2 separate regions of the Sus scrofa genome follow, and region 2 is linked to region 1. Evidence: chromatin contacts called from public HiChIP or PLAC-seq data. All regions are on one chromosome and are shown on one strand. Each heading gives the region's core, a stretch centred on a gene start, on an enhancer-like site or on the middle of the called end of the contact. The rest is flanking DNA. Distances are from core to core; before and after follow the strand shown. Region 1 overlaps LOC100514494 (schwannomin-interacting protein 1). Region 2 overlaps LOC100514323 (NACHT, LRR and PYD domains-containing protein 1a-like).

What was found. HiChIP or PLAC-seq counts read pairs in DNA pulled down with a chosen protein or histone mark.
Region 2: a contact with region 1 is called in an H3K27ac HiChIP or PLAC-seq map of skeletal muscle. The contact joins two enhancer-like sites. A contact is called at or near these places in 4 of 47 Hi-C or Micro-C datasets (embryonic fibroblasts, liver, skeletal muscle and 1 more) and 1 of 2 datasets of contacts at active chromatin or transcription factors (skeletal muscle).

What each region holds. Positions count from the first base shown.
Region 1 is chr13:99,570,849-99,575,390 of Sscrofa11.1, reverse strand. The region is part of intron 6 of LOC100514494 (schwannomin-interacting protein 1); the gene reads right to left. Among named protein-coding and RNA genes, the nearest start is that of IL12A, 160 kb to the left of the region's middle. Within about 2 kb of position 2,775, at least 7 of the 83 cell types and tissues checked have an H3K27ac peak or open chromatin away from gene starts, as enhancers often do. A contact at or near this core is called in skeletal muscle, where this site is marked.
Region 2 is chr13:99,767,670-99,772,172 of Sscrofa11.1, reverse strand. The region is part of intron 3 of LOC100514323 (NACHT, LRR and PYD domains-containing protein 1a-like); the gene reads left to right. Among named protein-coding and RNA genes, the nearest start is that of IL12A, 37 kb to the right of the region's middle. Within about 2 kb of position 2,257, at least 10 of the 83 cell types and tissues checked have an H3K27ac peak or open chromatin away from gene starts, as enhancers often do. A contact at or near this core is called in skeletal muscle, where this site is marked.

The sequences.
Region 1 (4,542 bases), core at 1,526-4,025:
TCAGGGTTGCTGCAACAGTCCCAGTCACGAGAAGGAGTTATTAACACTCTAGAAGTGATCTTTTGAAATTGTCTAATAAGTGTTTACTTCAAAACTCCAGACAGCAAATTAGCACATAGATGAATATGTATTGCTAAAAATTTCCTACTTGGAGGTTTTTATGCATTTTTGTTACCTTCATTCCTATTTACTAGCATTTAAAACAACATATTAGTAAAAATAAGTTTGGAAAGACACACAAGTGCAACTTTTAAATGTCAAGTGCATGCCAACTGATTTTTGAAAATCTCCCAGATCGTCATCAAGTACTTCCTATTTACATAATTTCCATCAAGACAATCCTAAAACCTGGATGTGATGTAACTCACACCCAACGCAATGAGCAAAAATCATATTTTTCAGTGTTATCTATGTGAAATTCTGACCAGATTTTCCTTCTCCGAAGCCCCTTAAATTCAGTTACAGTTCAAAGCAGTTCCTCTTATTTGTACAGACATACAGAATGTGAAAAGCACAGATCACCCCAGTGGATTTCACATATGCTTTAAAGGCCAAAGAAGCAGTGTTTTCTGCCCCATTACTCTCTGGAAAATCTAATTACAATTCAAATACTGTATGCAATGAAGGCCAGGAGAAGAGGATAGCAAAATCCCTTGAAAATCCGGAAAGAGGCAACCTGCTGCTTTGGAAGAGGAAGGCCTCCTCTCCCAAAGGATGCCGGCCTCACAATCAGGCTTTAAATCTTACCTGATACGGACAGTTCTCCTGATGTACCATCTCAGTGCATCCTAGGGCGCAGACCCCAAAGCAGGACTGCTCAGCGACGCTGCGGAGGGAAAGCGCGGAGCATCCACTGGTGGAGAGAACGCCCTGGGAAGGCAGGGGCTCCCCGCAGATTAAAATGGATGCTGTTTCGCTGATCAACCTGCGCAGTGGCACTGCCTGTGCTGGGAAGCGCGCAGCGAGCTGAGCTGCTCTCCTCGGAAACCAGCAGTGAGGCTTACAAACATGGAGCTAGGACCGGGCTGGGGGAGGGGGCGCGCTCATCACTGGCACAATCAGCCAATTATATTATAGGCACAAAGAAAAGGATCAGTCTGGGCTGGTGTGACCTTCTGGTGCTTTATGAAGGCAGTTAACTGATGTGGAAACATTCTAGTCCTCATTAAAGGGAAAAAGGCCAGTGAGGGAGAGAGAGAGACAGACACAAATCAATGTTGCAGTTGAACGTTTCTAACCTCCCGCATCATCCTTCCTGCCCACAGATGCTGCTTGCATATAGTGCTTATGGAAAGAGAGGCCTTAAGGATCATTTCAGAACTTTTAACGTGTGAAAGGGAAAACAATCCATTCTGAATATGGACACGTAAGAGACGTTCTCTGTGTTGAGTGCTTAAAGCGTTTGTTAACTTTATGACTAAAAGGAGGGGTCTTTACTCTTTAAAAAAATAGTATTTTGTAATTCGTTTGACTTCCCTCTTATTTTTGGCTCTTAGTGGCTTTTTGAGTCAAACAGAAATAAGATGAAATAATCATTCCTATAATTTTTTATGGAGAGAGCTTATTAAAGTATTAAAGTAAGTATAATTCACTATTTCCATGAAAATGAAACTAACCTGCAAGTTTTTTTGAAAGTAAGACCACATATCATGCTGTGACTTGAATATATAGACTCCCCCAATTTAGGACATATGATCCTAGAGACAGAGCATTCCACCTAAGAGACAGTAATGGAGAGGATTCTGGACTTGCAGAGAGTAATCGAAAGACATACAAGCTGGACCATACACGTTTCCGGGAAAAAGAGAAGCCGATTTCTGAAATACTTCAGAGCCATTCTAGGTTTTTATATATATAAAGGAGAACAACTAGGCCTATATTTTTGGAGCTAATTTAATGATAGAAAAATTTTAAAATGAACACAATTAAATTTCCTTATGTATATTCCTCAGTTGCCATAGGCAACTCATTTTGTCCTTTCTTAATAAAATGACGCTGAGGAAATGTTACTCAATAAAATCTTGACTGAATTTAACCCATCAAATTAAAAAAATTCAATAGAGATATTATTCTTCCGCTATTTTAATATATCCAAATCTTATTAATAACTGCAAAGTCATCATTTGCTACAGAGAGAGGAAAAAAAGTACTTTTTGCTTGATGAATGGAATCAACATGTTCAACAAGTTTTCCTATCAAGCTCAATCTTAAGAAATGCTGAGAGTTTGTGTTAGGATTATTTGGTAATATATTTTAAATTTTCTAACAACGTCTCTTGCTTGGAAAGAGAAAAGCCTATTTTTTTCTAAATATTCTTAATTTTCATGACTTGAGATTCCGATGGGAGAAAAGTTGGCTACCTGAGTTCAACTCCAGAAACACACTCATAAGCCTGGCTTCAGCTCCCTGGTTACAACAGTGAAAAAGGAGCAGGGAAGGCCCAGCTGATGACCCCACAGGCTTGTATTTCAGCACTGGTCCACGAGGTTCAAAGGAAAAGCGCTCTGGACATGCATCCTGCAAAGCTCATGGCCCTTCTCCTTGGAAGAGAGGAGCTAGGCCATCTAACATGTGCAAGACTTTTTAGGCCTGTTGGTTGGCAGGTGGTGCAACGAGAGCTTGATGAACAAAGCAGAAGCCTGAACTAGATCATGAATCTGCTTAAACAGAGGATAAAGAAAAGAGGACAGAAGCTGTTTAGCAAAAGCAAACAATATGCAACACATCCCCATCCCAAATTCCACCCCTCCTTACTGAGTAATCCATAGAGGATAGAGACAGGGACAGAGGCTTCTTTGTGGAGTGCCTTGCTATACCACTGCCCAGATGAAGGCTCTGGAATCCTAAGTATGTGCAAAGAAAAAGTAAACCAAAGTAAAAGTTCCTTTTGCAAGGTAGCAAATAAGATGCGGAAATCTTATGCCTAATAAGAAGGCATAATCCCAACCCTCCAAGACAAAACAGCTTTACTTCAAAGGTTGTTAAAACTTTACTCAAGTTACTAGTTTGACAATCTGTGACCTAAAGACTCAAGAACACACTTTCAGGCTGTATAAAGCCTAAAAAGTTGCTTCCTAGACTCTGTTCTCTTTTGCAAACTAAAGGCTCTGGGATATATTACATAAACTCCTAAAGACATTTATCATGTGTTGTTAAAAAAAAAAAAAAAAAAAAAAAAAAGCCTAAACATGATCCCACTCTTCACAGTTGCTGTTCCATAAATAGCGGAAGTGACTCATAGGTGGCTCTGGGGAAAACAGATTTCTGACAATTGTATCCCAAATCCTGTCAAAAAACCCTCTCAAGCGGTATAAACAGGATTAAAAAAAAGGGGGGACTGTATCAAGCAAGCTTTCCTTTACAGTCATTCATTGGAAAGGACTTTGTGTTATAATTTAAATTATGATTTGCTAGTACAAAAAACTTTAAACAGAAACCAGCTGTTCCAAGAACATTTTAGCTAGAATAATTTACCAAGTTACAGTAACATTTGTTATTTTTGGACTAAAAAATATTGATGAAATAGTATGCCTACAAAGCATACAGATTCTTTTTTCTTCTCAGAGCTTCACAACTCTTCTTCCCATAAAAAGTACTGGGTTTCAGATTTTTGTGCATGTGCGTGTGCCTTTTTAGGGCCACACCTGTGACTTATGTAGGTTCCTAGGCTAGGGGTCGAATCAGAGCTGCAGCTGCTGGTCTACACCACAGCCACAACAACGCCAGATCTGAGCCGGATCTGTGATCTACACCACAGCTCATGGCAACGTCGGATCCTTAACCCACTGAGCAAGGCCAGGGATCGAACCTGCAACCTCATGGTTCCTAGTCGGATTTGTTTCCACTGTGCCACGATAGGAACTCCCTGAGTTTCAGATTTAGATGGGACCTCAACAGATAAACTGTTTTATTTCCAGATATTGAAACTGAGGCCTCAGAAAGTTGACATGCCCAGGAACATAAATCCTCTAGCAGCAGCAAAAAAGGCATCAAAATAAGGGGAAAAAAACCATCTGGATCTTCTATGTTTTTAATATAAAAAAATGCTAAATGAGGGCCACTAGACTTGGAGAAATAAACCCCCTACGACCCAGCCAATGTAGGCTGGCCTTGAAATCATAAGGGAAGAGTGAGGTTGCAGTAAGGCTCTACCTAAGTCTGAATCCAAGATATTTTAAAAGAAGAAAAATTAGAGTGTTTCCCAATTAAGCTATTGTCCCTATTTCTGCCACGAAGCAAATGATTATGTTTTTACCTCCAGAAAAGTATTTTTTTCATTTGTGACAATTAATAGCAATAGAATGGAGATGGCCAACAGGCACATGAAAAGATGTTCAGCACCACTAGTCATCAGAGAGAAACAATCAAAACCACAATGAGCGATCAGTTCATACCTATCAGAATGTCTATTTACCTAAAAACCTTTCAGTCTGAAAAAGTCTATAATGAAACGTTGGGGGAAAAATTGAAGTTATGGGGGTGGGCAAGATGAGCAAGAAAGTCATTGTCTTAAGCAATAACTTTTAAGCGTTTCCTTAGGAA
Region 2 (4,503 bases), core at 1,008-3,507, 200 kb before region 1:
CCTACACCACAGCCATAGCAATGCAGGATCCAAGTCATGTCTGCGACCTTCACAACTCATGGAAACGCTGGATCTTTAACCCACTGAGCGAGGACAAGGATTGAACCTGAGTCCTCATGGATATTAGCCAGGTTCATAACACATTGAGCCACAGCGGGAACTCCCACGGCAGCATTTTTCATGATCGTTAGACTTTGGAAAAACCCCTGTGTCCATGAAGTTTTAAAAGCATAAACAGTATGTGGTGTGCTTGTTTATATTAGTTTGCTAGGATTGCTATCTATAACAAAGTGCCATAGCCTGGAGGGCTTAACCAACAGAAAAGTGTTGTCTCCCTTCTGAGGACCTATGAGAGAAGGATCAGTTCTGGATCTCTTTCCTTGATTTGTAAATAGCCATCTTCATGATCACATAATGTTCTCCTTGTGAGGGGTCTCTGTGTCTGAATTTCCCCTTTTTGTAAGGACATTAGTCATCCTGGATTGGGGCCCATCCTAATGACCTTATTTTACTTGAGGTAACTACTGCCATGAAGACTAGTCTATTTCCAAATAATGTCACATTCTAAGTACAGTGGGTTAGGACTTCAACACGAATCATGGAGGGGACACAATTCACTACATAAGACCACAATGGTGGAGTTCCTGTCGTGGCTCATTGGAAAGGAATCTGACTAGCACCCATGGGGACGCAGGTTCAGTCCCTGGCCTCTCTTGGGTAAGGATTTGGCATTGCGGTGAGCTGTGGCATAGGTCACAGATGAGGCTCAGATCTGGCGTGGCTGTGGCTGTAGTGTATACCGGCAGCTATAGCTCTCATTTGACCCCTAGCCTGGGAACCTCCATATGCCACAAGTGCGGCCCTAAAAAGACAAAAAAAATTAAAAAAATTTAAAAAAGAGACCATAATGGAATATAATTCAGCCATAAAAAAGAATGAAGTGCTGATACATGCTACAACATAGCTGAACCTTGAAAACATGCTCATTGAGAAAAGCCAGCTACCAAAGCTCACATACTATGCCATTCCCTTTATATGAAACGTCCAGAACAGGCAAATCTATTGAAGCAGAAAATAGATGATTGGTTATCGAGGCCTGGGCAGAACGGGCAGGTTGGGAGTGATAGTTGAAAGATACAGAGTTTTTGGGGAGGTGATGAAAATGTAAAACTGATTGTTGTAATGGGTGTACATCTCTGTGAATATACAAAGCTGTACACTTTAAATGAGTGGGTTGTGTAGTATGTGGTGAACTAGACCTCAATAAAGCTGTTACAGAAAAAAAAGTTACTCCAGGAGAAAAAAACTCAGGTAACCCCAAAAAATTCCATGTATTTTCTTGAAAAACTTAAGCTCAGACATGTTTGTGTCCAGGGCTCTGTTTCCCAAATATTATGCTGGGCCTGTGGAGGCACTCGTGGCATATGGGGGTTCCTAGGCTAGGGGTTGAATTGGAGCTGTAGCCGCTGGCCTACACCACAGCCACAGCAACGCGGGATCTGAGCCACGTCTGCGACCTACACCATGGCTCACAGCAATGCCAGATGCTTAACCCACTGAGCATGGTCAGGGATCGAACCCAAATCTGCATCTCATGGGTACCAGTCAGGTTTGTTATTGCTGAGCCATAACGGAACTCCCCCTTTTACTTGTTTTTAAAGCAAAGGTTTCTTTTTTTTTTTTTTTTTTTTTTAAGTTTAACTTTTTCTAGTTGAATGAAAGGGATTCAAGGAGGGGACTATGGATTTTGTCTGCATCTAGGTTGCATTATAAAGGACAGCTGGGTGTGGTGAAGGTGGCACCCATCAGAATGAGAAAACAGGAAAAGAGAAACTCAGAGTCGAGGATTGTTTGTGTGCTGGCTTCCTGGAGTAGGGATCCTGCTGCCAGAGCCCTCACCTGAACAAATATGGGAAGGCACTTGTCATCGCAGGCTTGGTCTGGCCTGTCCCAGGAGTTTAGGAATGCATGTGACCTATTAATAAAAATAGCTACCACCTATTAAATGACTACTGTGTGTGAGGCTTTGGGCTTGTCACTCTTCACCAATAATTTATTGGTTCTCAAATTTGTACTGTGAGGCAGAAAGATGGTCCTGGGGGCTTGAGGGGACTTGCAGGGCAGGGAGACAGAGATAGAATCAGGAGTCCTAAGACCAGAAACAGAGGGAAGATGAATTGAAGGGATGGCCCCAGGCTCTATCTCCCAGGGATCTGGGCAGAAGGTGCCTCACTTGGGGCTGGTCCCTGCAGAATTATACCCCAGCAGAGGCCCCAGACTGGCAGAGGGAACTGGCAGAATAAAGAGGGACCATGATGGGGACTCCTTGGTTTTTTTAAAGCTGGGCAAACTATCCATTCATTCACCCATTCATTCATTCATTGAGCATGTCTGTAAGGGTGGATGCTGGGAAATCAAGGTAATGAGACATGGCCTCAGCCCTCAGGGGCTCACAGACCAACAGCTAAACAAGCAGCCACTGTTTGGCAGTGGCGTAAATGGGAGAGGATGGATCATGGTGGAGTAGAGGGAGACTGCCGGCAGAAGTGACAGGTTGGGCTGGCTCTTGATGGCTACTTAGGAGCTCTGGAGATTCGGTCTCGGGAAGGAATTTCTAGCCAATGGGATGGCATCTTTTTTTTTTTTTTTGGCCACACCCATGGCATTTGGGAATTCCTGCCCTGGGGATCAAACCTGAGCCACAGCAGTGACAATGCTGAATCCTTAACTGCTTGGCTGCCAGGGGACTCCTTTTTTCTTTCCTTTTTTTTTTTTTTTTTTTTTTTTTTTTTTTTTTTTTTTTGTGGGAGAGGTGGCATTTATAAGGGCTTGGAGGAAGGAGTGGTAATCATCTGGGGTACAGCTTGAAAAATGGGGGAGTGATTAAAATGAGTTGATTCTAGTCCAGCTGTTTTCAACCCTGGGTGTACATTGCAGTTATCTGGGGACCTTTAAAAAAAATACTGCTGTTCAGGTCCCACCCCAGCCCAGTTAAATTAGAATCTCTAAGGGAGGGCAGAGTTCCCGGCATGGCTGTGTTTAGAAAGCTCCCTAGGTGATAGCAGCATGTAACCAAGGTTGAGAACCACTGCACGGACCAAGGCTGTGTCTTATCACCTTGATTTCTCAGCACCCGCTTCTCCCCAGTGCATGCCTTGCCCTCCACTCAGGCACCCTCTCATGGAGGAGCCTACCTCCAGCTCCCCCTCTGCCTCCACATCCGATCAGTCACCACCTCCTGGGTGTTGAACTGCTGAAGTCACAAGGAACATCTTTGCAAGTAACAACATGGTTAAGGGTGCAATTTGGGGCCAGGCTGCCCAGGTTGAAATCTTAGCTTCAGACCTCCTGGGTGGGAATTAGTGGAGTAGGATTGGGGGGTGGGGTGGGAGTTGCAGAAGTAAATTTGCTGACCTCAGCTTACCTCATTAGGAAGTAAGAGTTAATGTGTAAGTCCATGTAAAGTTCTTACATAAATGTACATAAAAAATATAAATATGCAAAACAAGTAGATATAAGTGAGTGAATATGTGTAAATGAGAAAGTACAGGTACAGAACCTGGCACATTGTGGACACTCAAAAAAAGAAAAAAAAGCTGCTTGCTCCTAGCTGCTGTGTTGTTCTCATCTTTATTTTCCAGTCTTTTCTTTCCTCCATGTAATTACTGCCTGTCCTTGGTTTCTGGTTGTCAGTAGTTGCATGCAGGGAGGGAAGATTTGAGAATCATGCTAATAGCTTACCATGTGTTTACTTAGGGATCCCGAGCCTGAGTGGCGGGTGAATAGCAGCAGCAGCTGAGGAGTGGGAGTCGGGGGATGAACATGGCCGAGCACACTGCCTGGGTGCTTCCTTGGTCTGCCAGGGAGGTCCTGGAGGTGGAGGTCGGCGTCAGATTTGAAAGTTGCTGACATGCCCTCCCAGGGCTGTGGAAGTGAAAAGAAGGCTGGGAATGGAGAGTGGGGGCGGGGTGTGAGTAGTTGGGTAAGGGTGGAGGAGAGCGGAAGGCACGTGGAGGGCACCACAGAGGTAGGCAGAGAGCCAGGACAGACACCATGGACGGGAGGGCCGTGGAGGGCAGGAGGGAGTAGTAGGTGTCTTTACCCAAGGGAGCTGTGGATCTGGGGTTGGTGGGCCTTTGGGGACATTGGGAAAAGGATTTGAAACTGGTTATGGAAGCAGAAGCCTGATTGAGGTGGGTGGAGGCACTGAGTTGGGGGTAAGGAAGGAGAGGGAGCATCCCTGGCCACCTCTCTTTCCAGAAGGAACTGAACAACTGGACTACGTATCCTGTGCCTCAGGGAATGTCATTTACACTACAGAATTCTGCACCATTGTATCATTCAGCTTGTGCATGGAAAGTGTCTAGATGCACAAGTGCAAGAGCAGGACAGCAGCAGTGGGAGGCAGGTCAATCGGGTAGGACGTGGGTGACACCCAAATAAAGCCATTATTGCAGCCAGAGTGTGATGTGAGCTCATATTTAAACAATTAAAATATATTTT